3 separate regions of the Mus musculus genome follow, and regions 1 and 2 are each linked to region 3. The links are chromatin contacts, called in public HiChIP or PLAC-seq and promoter capture Hi-C maps. All regions are on one chromosome and are shown on one strand. The core of a region is the stretch at or near the end of the contact, and the rest is flanking DNA. Distances in the headings are between cores, read along the strand shown.

What was found. Promoter capture Hi-C pulls out the DNA fragments that hold promoters and counts their contacts. HiChIP or PLAC-seq counts read pairs in DNA pulled down with a chosen protein or histone mark.
Region 1: an H3K4me3 HiChIP or PLAC-seq map of bone marrow-derived macrophages shows a contact between it and region 3, with 3 times the contacts expected there. The contact joins the promoter of D830026I12Rik here to the promoter of Met in region 3. A contact is called at or near these places in 1 of 39 promoter capture datasets (the 3T3-L1 cell line), 1 of 15 datasets of contacts at CTCF or cohesin (the NIH/3T3 cell line) and 2 of 115 datasets of contacts at active chromatin or transcription factors (bone marrow-derived dendritic cells and bone marrow-derived macrophages).
Region 2: a contact with region 3 is called in a promoter capture Hi-C map of 3T3-L1-derived adipocytes, with 3 times the contacts expected there. The contact joins the enhancer-like site here to the promoter of Met in region 3. A contact is called at or near these places in 9 of 39 promoter capture datasets (the 3T3-L1 cell line, 3T3-L1-derived adipocytes, cranial neural crest and 6 more), 1 of 15 datasets of contacts at CTCF or cohesin (the NIH/3T3 cell line), 6 of 484 Hi-C or Micro-C datasets (the AML12 cell line, the CH12 cell line, LSK cells and 3 more), 4 of 115 datasets of contacts at active chromatin or transcription factors (bone marrow-derived macrophages, embryonic stem cells, forebrain and 1 more) and 1 of 9 other capture datasets (embryonic stem cells).

The regions. Positions count from the first base shown.
Region 1 is chr6:17,196,231-17,199,266 of GRCm38.p6, forward strand. It overlaps D830026I12Rik (RIKEN cDNA D830026I12 gene), which reads left to right and starts at 1,521. Exons shown (of 3, transcript NR_102305.1): 1 at 1,521-1,560. Gm52892 (a long non-coding RNA gene) reads right to left here. Exons shown (of 2, transcript XR_003956407.1): 2 at 2,686-3,028.
Region 2 is chr6:17,083,100-17,086,020 of GRCm38.p6, forward strand. The region is part of intron 1 of Tes (testis derived transcript); the gene reads left to right. The region is part of intron 2 of Gm4876 (predicted gene 4876); the gene reads right to left. Among named protein-coding and RNA genes, the nearest start is that of Gm15473, 19 kb to the left of the region's middle. Within about 2 kb of position 1,547, at least 4 of the 459 cell types and tissues checked have an H3K27ac peak or open chromatin away from gene starts, as enhancers often do.
Region 3 is chr6:17,462,508-17,465,207 of GRCm38.p6, forward strand. It overlaps Met (met proto-oncogene), which reads left to right and starts at 1,450. Exons shown (of 22, transcript NM_008591.2): 1 at 1,450-1,741.

The DNA.
Region 1 (3,036 bases), core at 271-2,770, 270 kb before region 3:
CCCCCCACTAAAACAAAAGAATTTCCTGTTACTTTTTTTTAATAAAAATGTATCTTTAGTAGTGTGAGTGTGTGTGTGTGTGCACATGAGTATGGGTGCACATGGATACTAGAAGAGTGTGTTAGGTCCCCTGGAGCTGGAATTATAGGCAGTATTGGGCTGCCTGCCCACTGTGGGTGCATGGGACCAAACTCAGGTGCTCTGCAAGAGCATTACACACTTTTATCCAGTGAACCATGTCTCTGATTGAACATGTTTAACCTCCTCAGGTCACATTCATTTGAAAATGACTGCTAATAAGAGGGAAAACTTAGGAAGCATATTTAAGATGTTCTCAAGTGCATCCTGAAAACTCTGCCGAAAATGCTTTTCCTCTTAGCATGTGTATCTTAGTTACTTTCTGTTGCTCTGATAAAACATCATGGCAAGAAACTCCTTGAGGAAGAAACCGTCTATTTTGGCTTATGATTGGAGAGAGAGGGGTCCATACAATGAGTGTAGACACGGCAACTGGCAGCCAAACTGCATCTGAGGGATCACGGTTTCAACTCCAGTTGGCAGAGAAAGCCAACTAGAGCTGGTTCAGGTGAGGTTGTAAACTCTCAGAGCCTACCCTCAGTGACATCTTCTAGCATGGCTCTACTTCATAACGGTTCCATAACCTCCTGAATGGCGCCACCAGCTGGGTACCAAGTGTTTATATGGATGAACCTGTGGGAGATGTTGCTCATTCAAATCACCATGATGTGTAGATAATTTAAGAGATGAGGATGTTAAAGGTATCCACCTTGCTGGCATCTGTGCCAGCTAGTTACACCAGGTTATGTATGTGTGCATGTGAAATTTCCCACCTTTACATACACTTATTTTGGGCAAACACTGCCATTCCCTGTCGCTGAAGAGGATCTATATCTCTTTACTTAGAAAGCATATGTACACACACACACACTCACACACACAGTGGAGGAAATTGATCTATTTAGCTATTATCATTTGAAAAGCAGGAACTTTTTTTATTTAACACGTATACATCTTAAGATAATTGAGAAAGTGCTTCTACCAAGTATATTTTTGGGTGCAGGACGACAGACTAATGATGTGAGTTTCTCTGTAGGCAGCATCTATTTAACAAACCTTCAAAAGAGCACCTTTTATCTAGCAGGCCACTTGAAGGAAACAAGAATGTAAAAGAAAGGGTGGTGAGCACCTAACAGTGAAATAAAAGGAGACAACTACATGGCCCTTGTGGAGATTGCTCAACAATGGGTTTCAATGAAATAAGAGAGGAGAACCACACAGCCCAGAACACATCATCAAGCCCGATAGTCAATTGAAAATTAAGTCTCTCCACTCCTTCTTTTGTTTGTAATTAATGGCTCGATGGCAGGGTGTCATTTTCTACTCCCCTTGCAAACCAAGGAGGTAGAAACCCTGGCAAGATAAATACTCTGACCACTAGGTGTGTTTTCGTTTCTTCTGGTTGCTGGGATATGCGGGGCTGGCAAACGGTGTTCCCAGTCATTTTAGGAACGCCCCTTCTTTCCTCTTCTCCTTAACAAGGTTAGTGAGATTCGTGCGGCTGCATTGGGAAGGGCCTTATCACTGCCGGGTGATCGCTGTTCCAGCCCTGGACAATGAGGGTTCATCCAAAAGCACGGCTTCCTTTCTGCTCTGGACAGGAAGCCCTGCCTGTGTCAGCCGCGAATGCCTCACGCAGTGCCTGGCCAGGCAGCAGCTGGAGAGCTGAGAGGAAAACAATTTCTAGACCTGGTGTTTGTGCAATAAAAGACCGGGTGGTGATGCGATGGGAAAGCTAAAGGGGAAGTTCGGAAATCGTTCACTGTTGTGATAATTTGCCTGGGACGGAGAGAATTGTGAGATTCAGAGGAGAACTCACAAACAAGAGGTTGCCTTCTGTCCAGCCCTAGTATGAGGCTTGCTGTAGGCTGTTATGTAAGGTTGGTTGATTATCACTGGGAAGCCCGCTCTTTTCTGGAAGGAAATGGAGGACTAGTGGATGTGGGGAGACAGGAGGTACTGGGGCGGAGGACTGGGGGAGAGGAGTAGAAAGGGAAACTGAGGTTGGGCTATATTGTAGAGAAGGATGAAGAAGAAAAGCACCTCTCAAGCTAAGAAAACTAAGACGTGGGGAAATGAAGGTACAGTAAATCTCCATCTTAGCCTAGTAAATGCATTTAGAGGGATTTGCGCCTCAGACCAAAGTCCTAGAAGTGGGGTTTGAACTCTTGAATTCTGATGTTCAGTTACAGAAGACTGAATTGCGTCCCACAATCAACAGTGTGTATGGAATGTTGTTAAGACATCACCCGCAGAGACAGTTAAAATGATAAACGGCAGCAATTGCGTTCCCTGTATATTTTATTTCCAACTGCATCACTGGAAAGAGAGGCGTCGATTGTGAGATTTGTTAGGATTCCTTCAGATGCCCCAGAGAAGGGAGTGAACACTGTCTTCAGTGTCCTGGAGCTGAAACAATGAGGAGAGAACACAGGACAGGTTCCTGCCATAGTTAAGGATTTGGACCTAGTGTTCTCTGCAAGCCTGGGGCTGCTAAGGCATGGGGGTGGGGTGGGGGGAATAAAAGGGTCAAAGCAAGGTCACAGAGAAAATATCTATATTTGGATGAAGAAAAGAGAAGAAAAATAATTTCACTAACTCCACATCTAGATAAAAAAAATCAAAGGAATTTAATAAATCTAGAGGCCTAGGGATGAACAGGGACTCGGTTGAGGCAGAAGGGAGGGGCAGAAATATGCATGGGCAATTAAAACTGGAGAGTTGGCAACGCTTTAGTAGTTGAGAGACAATTTTCGCAGACAAATGAAAGCTGAACGCAGACTGGCAGAAGAAGGACTGGCTTGTGGAAGAGCAATCGGTGAGGCAGCCGAGGACACATGCGCAGTTAACCTTTCCAAAAAAACATGGTCGTGGAAGGAAGAGCCAGAGTTTCTGCAAACCTAGAGGACAGGGCTGCTGAGAAGCTAAAGCTCTGACGGTAGGAACTTAACTGCAGAG
Region 2 (2,921 bases), core at 297-2,796, 380 kb before region 3:
AGCTGAGCATACACTGCCTTTCTCAGATGATCATTTCATGCCTAGCAGTTTAGCTTGGACATGTTGCTAAGTGGCTAACTGAAGATAAAGTTACCCAACATATGATTTGCAATCATAATTTTAGAATTTCAAAAAAGTTGGAGTCAATCCGATTCAATTCTTTCCTTATCTAGATGAAACTCGGAGGACAAAAATGACTTCAAAAAATCATTGGATGTGGTGGTGCTGGTGACACTGTGGGTCCAGACCACAGTTTTCTTGACTCTTCTTCAATGGTCTTTCTTTGTTTGCACAGTTCTCAGTTTTGTTATTTCTTTAATAACAATACAATTCTCATCATTTTCTTACATTGCTATTACACATAAGCACACAAATGGAAGTGGTCATGAATCCAAGGGTCTGGATTTCATTGTCTAACCAGCCAGGTTGCCTTAGCTGTCAAGGACCTAACAGCTAGGCATCCCTCTTTACTCTTCCACCCCATCCTACATAGCCTGGAAGGCATCCTGAGTATCGCTATCTAACATCATCTCTAGTACTCCTCACCAAGCGTTCTCAAGCACAGAGAACTGGGCACAAGCTAGCCTGTAAGACCTGGGTGACCAAACATAAGACTCATCTCTTTTGTTAAAAAGAAGACTGTGCTCAATTGGGGGTAGTCTGTGCTGAGGGCAAAGGAAGGGAAGACATGTGGAGAGGATTCTGGGTCTCATATATTTCAGGGACTCTTGAACGTGGCATAAACTGGAAAGAGAAATTGCTGCAACTATTAGAACAAATGGGGCTCATGAATTGAAATTCAAAAGACTTGGGGCAGTCTGGCACTGAGCCTTAAAAAGTCTGGAATGGACCTCAAACAGCTCAGGGGTGGGTGGTTTGGGCTCTACAAAATAGAATTGGTAAATTATCCTTCATTCAACTTCTGAGAGGGATGCTGGCACTCCCAGAAGCCTCAGGAGGAACAAATCAGAAAAAAGTTGATTTATTCTTGTAGAGATATGTCCTCTCTAGACAATGTTATTGTATCAAGTTTAGAGTTGCATTCCAGATTGTAACTCAGTCTGGATGCAGGTACATCTGCAGAACAAGGAATGAGAGTGTGGATCACAAAGCTCTTAGAGATTTGTGTTTGTTTGCCGTGATTGAGGTTGCAAATTCTTACCCAATCATGGGGCATAAGATAAGAAATCCTCGCTTGGATGTCAGTGATGCTTAAGAATCGTAGGCCAACATGTAGATATGTAAAAATCGTTTCTGTCATAGGCAGACTAACTCATTGCCAGCCGGAATCTGTCTCATGGCTTCGGTTGCTAACAGTGATTCTGAAAACTAGGTGTTGTTTTTTTGTGTTTTGTTTTTGATTAAGACTTCTTCAGGGCATAGTGTATACTGCTGTGACCTCTCTCTCCCTTACACCTCCCTCTCCCATTAGGGACATTGCTGCTGCCTTCTCTAAGTCTGGGCACCCAGAAAAGATGAAATTATGTGTGTTTGGACAAACCCAGACAAACCCAGATATGTGAGCACACGTATCTTAGTGTTCACGTGTGTCCGAAGATCTCTTGTTCAGCCTGTCTTGTGTTGGTGACCATATTGTTGAGAGTTCATGCGTGCAGCTTCCCTGTCACATCTAGAAGGTACTATCTAGCTGCAGGCATCTGGTCCTATGGCTTTTACAATTCCACCCCCGCCATGTTGTAGGTGTGTCATTGAGTTTGGGTATGCCATAGCCAGCTGTTCTATGCATTTTGTCCAGATGTGGGTTCCAATAATAGTTTCCATCTACTGCAAAGAGACACTTCTCAGCTGAGGAGTGAGAGATACTCTTCTTATAGATGGGTGTAAGAACATGTATTTAGACTGCATGTGTTTAGTCTACTGCTTTAGGAACATGGCAGTAGTTAAGTTCTCCTTTAGTGTCTATGACCTCTTAGCTGTAGATAATTGTTTGGTTTTCAATACTAGGCTGAAATCTCTCTGGGGTGGGTGTAAAGTCCAAGTAGACTGAGGTTGGTTACCCCTCAAATAAAAGTACCACTCTTGCGCCATCGTGAGTATCTTGCCAGGGTAGTCAGTGTAACATCTAGATTTACAGCTGAGGAAGCCCGCCGATTGCTTTTCTCCTTTGTCAGCCCTCATAACCCCTCTGGGTACCATGAAGCTAGCCCTCAGGAAGGAAGCTTCCAGGTAAGTTCCAGAATGTATTGACATTTTCATACTGAGCAAATTCTGAAAACTTTCTGGGTTTCATTTCAGTCACCTGTAAAGAACAGAGGGAAATAGCCTGCTTCCTAAATGTTTTGTGAGGTTCTGTAAGATTTAAATGGTAGAGAAAGTAACCAAGGAGCTAAAGGGATCTGCAACCCTGTGAAACAACAATATGAACTAACCAGTGCCCCGCAGAGCTCGTGTCTCTAGCTGCATATGTATCAGAAGATGTCCTAGTTGGCCATCAGTGGAAAGAGAGGCCCATTGGTCGTGCAAACTTTATATGCCCCAGTACAGGGGAATGCCAGGGCCAAGAAGTGGGAGTGGGTGGGTGGGGTAGCGGGTGGGGGACTTTTGGGATAACATTGGAAATGTAAATGAATACCTAATTAAAAAAAAGATTTAAATGGTATGATACTTTTCCTGGTATTCAACAAATATTGTCATTCCTAAACTCTGTCATACATTTGTTTGTGTCTCAGTCTCTGCCCTCTGATCTCCCTGTACTTGCATTAACAGCACATAAGGGGCAAAGCCATGAATCCATGAATTTTGTGACTTTCAGTATTTGTAGTCTTCTATAAAGTTGTATTTTGATTCTCTTCTTTTCTTGATAAAAGCAATGAGATTATAAAGAATGCTATATATGTTCTCAAAGCTTATGTTTACATGCCTGGGTCAGAGTTGGCTAAACAATGTGAAACTCATAAAAG
Region 3 (2,700 bases), core at 200-2,699:
GAGCCACAACCTTCATGAATAGCGTGATATTTGGAAGGACCCGCTTGAATCAAGTTTGCTTGGCTGGAACCCCTGGACATAGTATAGACCCTTGAAGGAGATTTGAGAACTGGGTTCTAACCCTGGCTTTCTTAATACCAGCTGTGTGAGCTTCCTAGGAATTCGTACGGGCTGTTTTATTCATCTGCAAAATGATTCCGTGCAGGCCTCCAAAACTGTAATAGGAACTTTCCTTTTCCATCAAACTGAGGAGTGGTGAGGTAAACTGCTCTTGGGACTGAAATAGCTCTGTCTAGTGTCTGGTAATGTACTGAACACATACATAGCGCAGTTATAAGAAATGTATGAGACCTTCCTTGTCTTTGCTCTGTGTGTAAGACGTGTCCCCTGCACCTGTATAGTGGCTGTGGCTTGAATGACTCTCAAAGTTACTTCTATACATACCTCTATGTCCATTATCGAATCAGCTCTTCTGACAATTGGAAAGAACTCCTATTCTAAAAGGCAATGGATTCCTTAGATCCTTTCACCTTATTGTATCCTTGTAGGGAAATGCAAAATTTTAGAAACGATTCTAATAAACGAATCTTCCTAAGTAAATCCTTTTCAATTTCTTTTAATATTCGAGATTTGAACTTATGTGTTGGATTTGTTAGTTGCTATTTGTCTATGTAACCGCCTTGTGTCCATTTGTCTATTTAATTACCCTGTGTCCAGCTATGAGGAAAAAAAAGTGAAAATTAACCAGAAGCCTCCCCTGGGTTAAACTCCTGGGGTTCTTCCAGAAATCTGAGAAATTATACTAGGGGGATAATGATTGCAAAATGAAATCATTGGGACAATCCGTCCATGCACTCCCAACATTGTCTGTGACAATGAGCGCCTTGTTTCCGTGGCGCCTAGATCTCTGTCCACGCGGGTGAGTGCGGGGCCGCCACCTCGGGCGTGAGAGAGGCTGCAGCTCCGGGGTGCGCCAGGGGGTGCGTGCGCTTTGCGCGGGTGACTTTGGAGCACCAGGAGGGGGAGACTCGGGGCCACTGATCTCCCTCTGCGCTGGCTTCAGACTCCAGAACTGGAGGAGGAAGAGAAAGCGCATAGCTGGGGAGAGGGAAACTTCTCCACCTAGAAAGTTTCACCTTGCCGAGGGCGGGGGGTGGGGCGGGGCTTGAGGAAGTGCGACCCCCCGGGCTAAGCGTACTGGCTGCGGGAAGGGCGGGGACGCCAACCCCCCCCCCCCCAACCCTCCAAGGGTGGTGCCAGTCCCCATCTCGGGCCCCAGGAGGGACCGTTGGGGACAAACCTAGAGCGACAGGGACGAACAGACACGTGCTGGGGCGGGTACCCGGGTCTCTTCGCCTCCAGCCCGGACGCGCCCGGGCGCCGCTGTTGCCCGGCTGAGTCACGGGCCGGGCAGGGCGCGTGTGGGAAGGGGCGGAGCAGTCCGAGGGCGCTCGGCGGGGTTCGGCCCGGGCCGCAGGTGACCCGGACGGCCTCGCCGCCCGCAGCGTCCGAGCCCGGGTGACCCTGTGCGGAGCCAGATGCTGGGCGACCGCTGACTCGCTGGAGAAGGGCGGAGCGCGCGGGTGGTCCCCAGCCGGCTGACTTCGGCGCCGCGCGCTCCGGGCACCCCAAGGTACAAACTCCAGCCGCGTCGATCAGGCACCCAGCCTCTCCCAGCCCCTCTGCTTTCTTTGTTCCACTAAGGGAACTGGCTACTGCTCTGGAGGACAAGACCACCGAGGTGGGTGCGAGCCCGGGGGCTTAGGAAACTGAAGGTATGGGGTCGGGGAGGTGCAAACTAGAATTGAGCTTGTCGCTTTAGAAGGAGTGTTGTTGACGGCCACCTGTGTGACTCAGGGGCGCCAAGAGCATTAGGTGCTCCAGGGCTGCTGTAGCTCTGCAAGTTTCACCTCTGGGATCTGACTCAGCCCTTACAGAAGGGATCGGTCACCCTGTCCAGGGTGATACAGCCGGCAAGGTTTGAGCCCAGCTATTTCCTTGTTCCTAGTCTTGCTTTATCTGCCTTGAGGGAGCGCGCGAGGAGGGGGTGGGGGTGTCTTTCTCAAGGGCAGGTGTTTCTGGGATGGTCTGAATTTTTTATTCCTGGCAAACACACGGAGGGTGTGATCCATCATTTTCTATCCCACTTTATCTTTTTTTTTTCCTGGGACTCAGTGGAGGTGAAATACATTATAACCAGAGGTCAGGTAGTCTGGCTAGTAGCGGTGTAATTATTAAAAGACCAAAGAAAGTACAATGCAGAATTTATTCCAAACTGTGGTTTCCCATTTCCTACCTTTTTATGTTTAGAAGAGCCATTTGCTAATTTGGCAGTTGGCAGGGGTTCTAGGGGCTCACGCATGAATGCTCGTCCAGTGGCTTTTCCCTTATCACAGGCTTCTGTTCAAAGCAGCTCTGGGGCAGAATGAAAAATTGTCAACTTTCTTAAGCAAAATAATCAGGAGGCTCTAATGGCCAAGTTAAAACGGTCCATGACTATGAGGAGATTGTAAACGCTGTAACTGGATAGAATATAGACAGAATTTTAGGAAGACTGTCAGCATTTTGTAGCATTGGGTGGAGGTTTATTCTGTCGCTTCCAGCAGCCAGCCACACACACACACATTGCCATGCAAATGGATTCAGCAGAACGTTATTTTCCTTTATAGCTCAACTATTATAGCTGACTAATGAATTTCC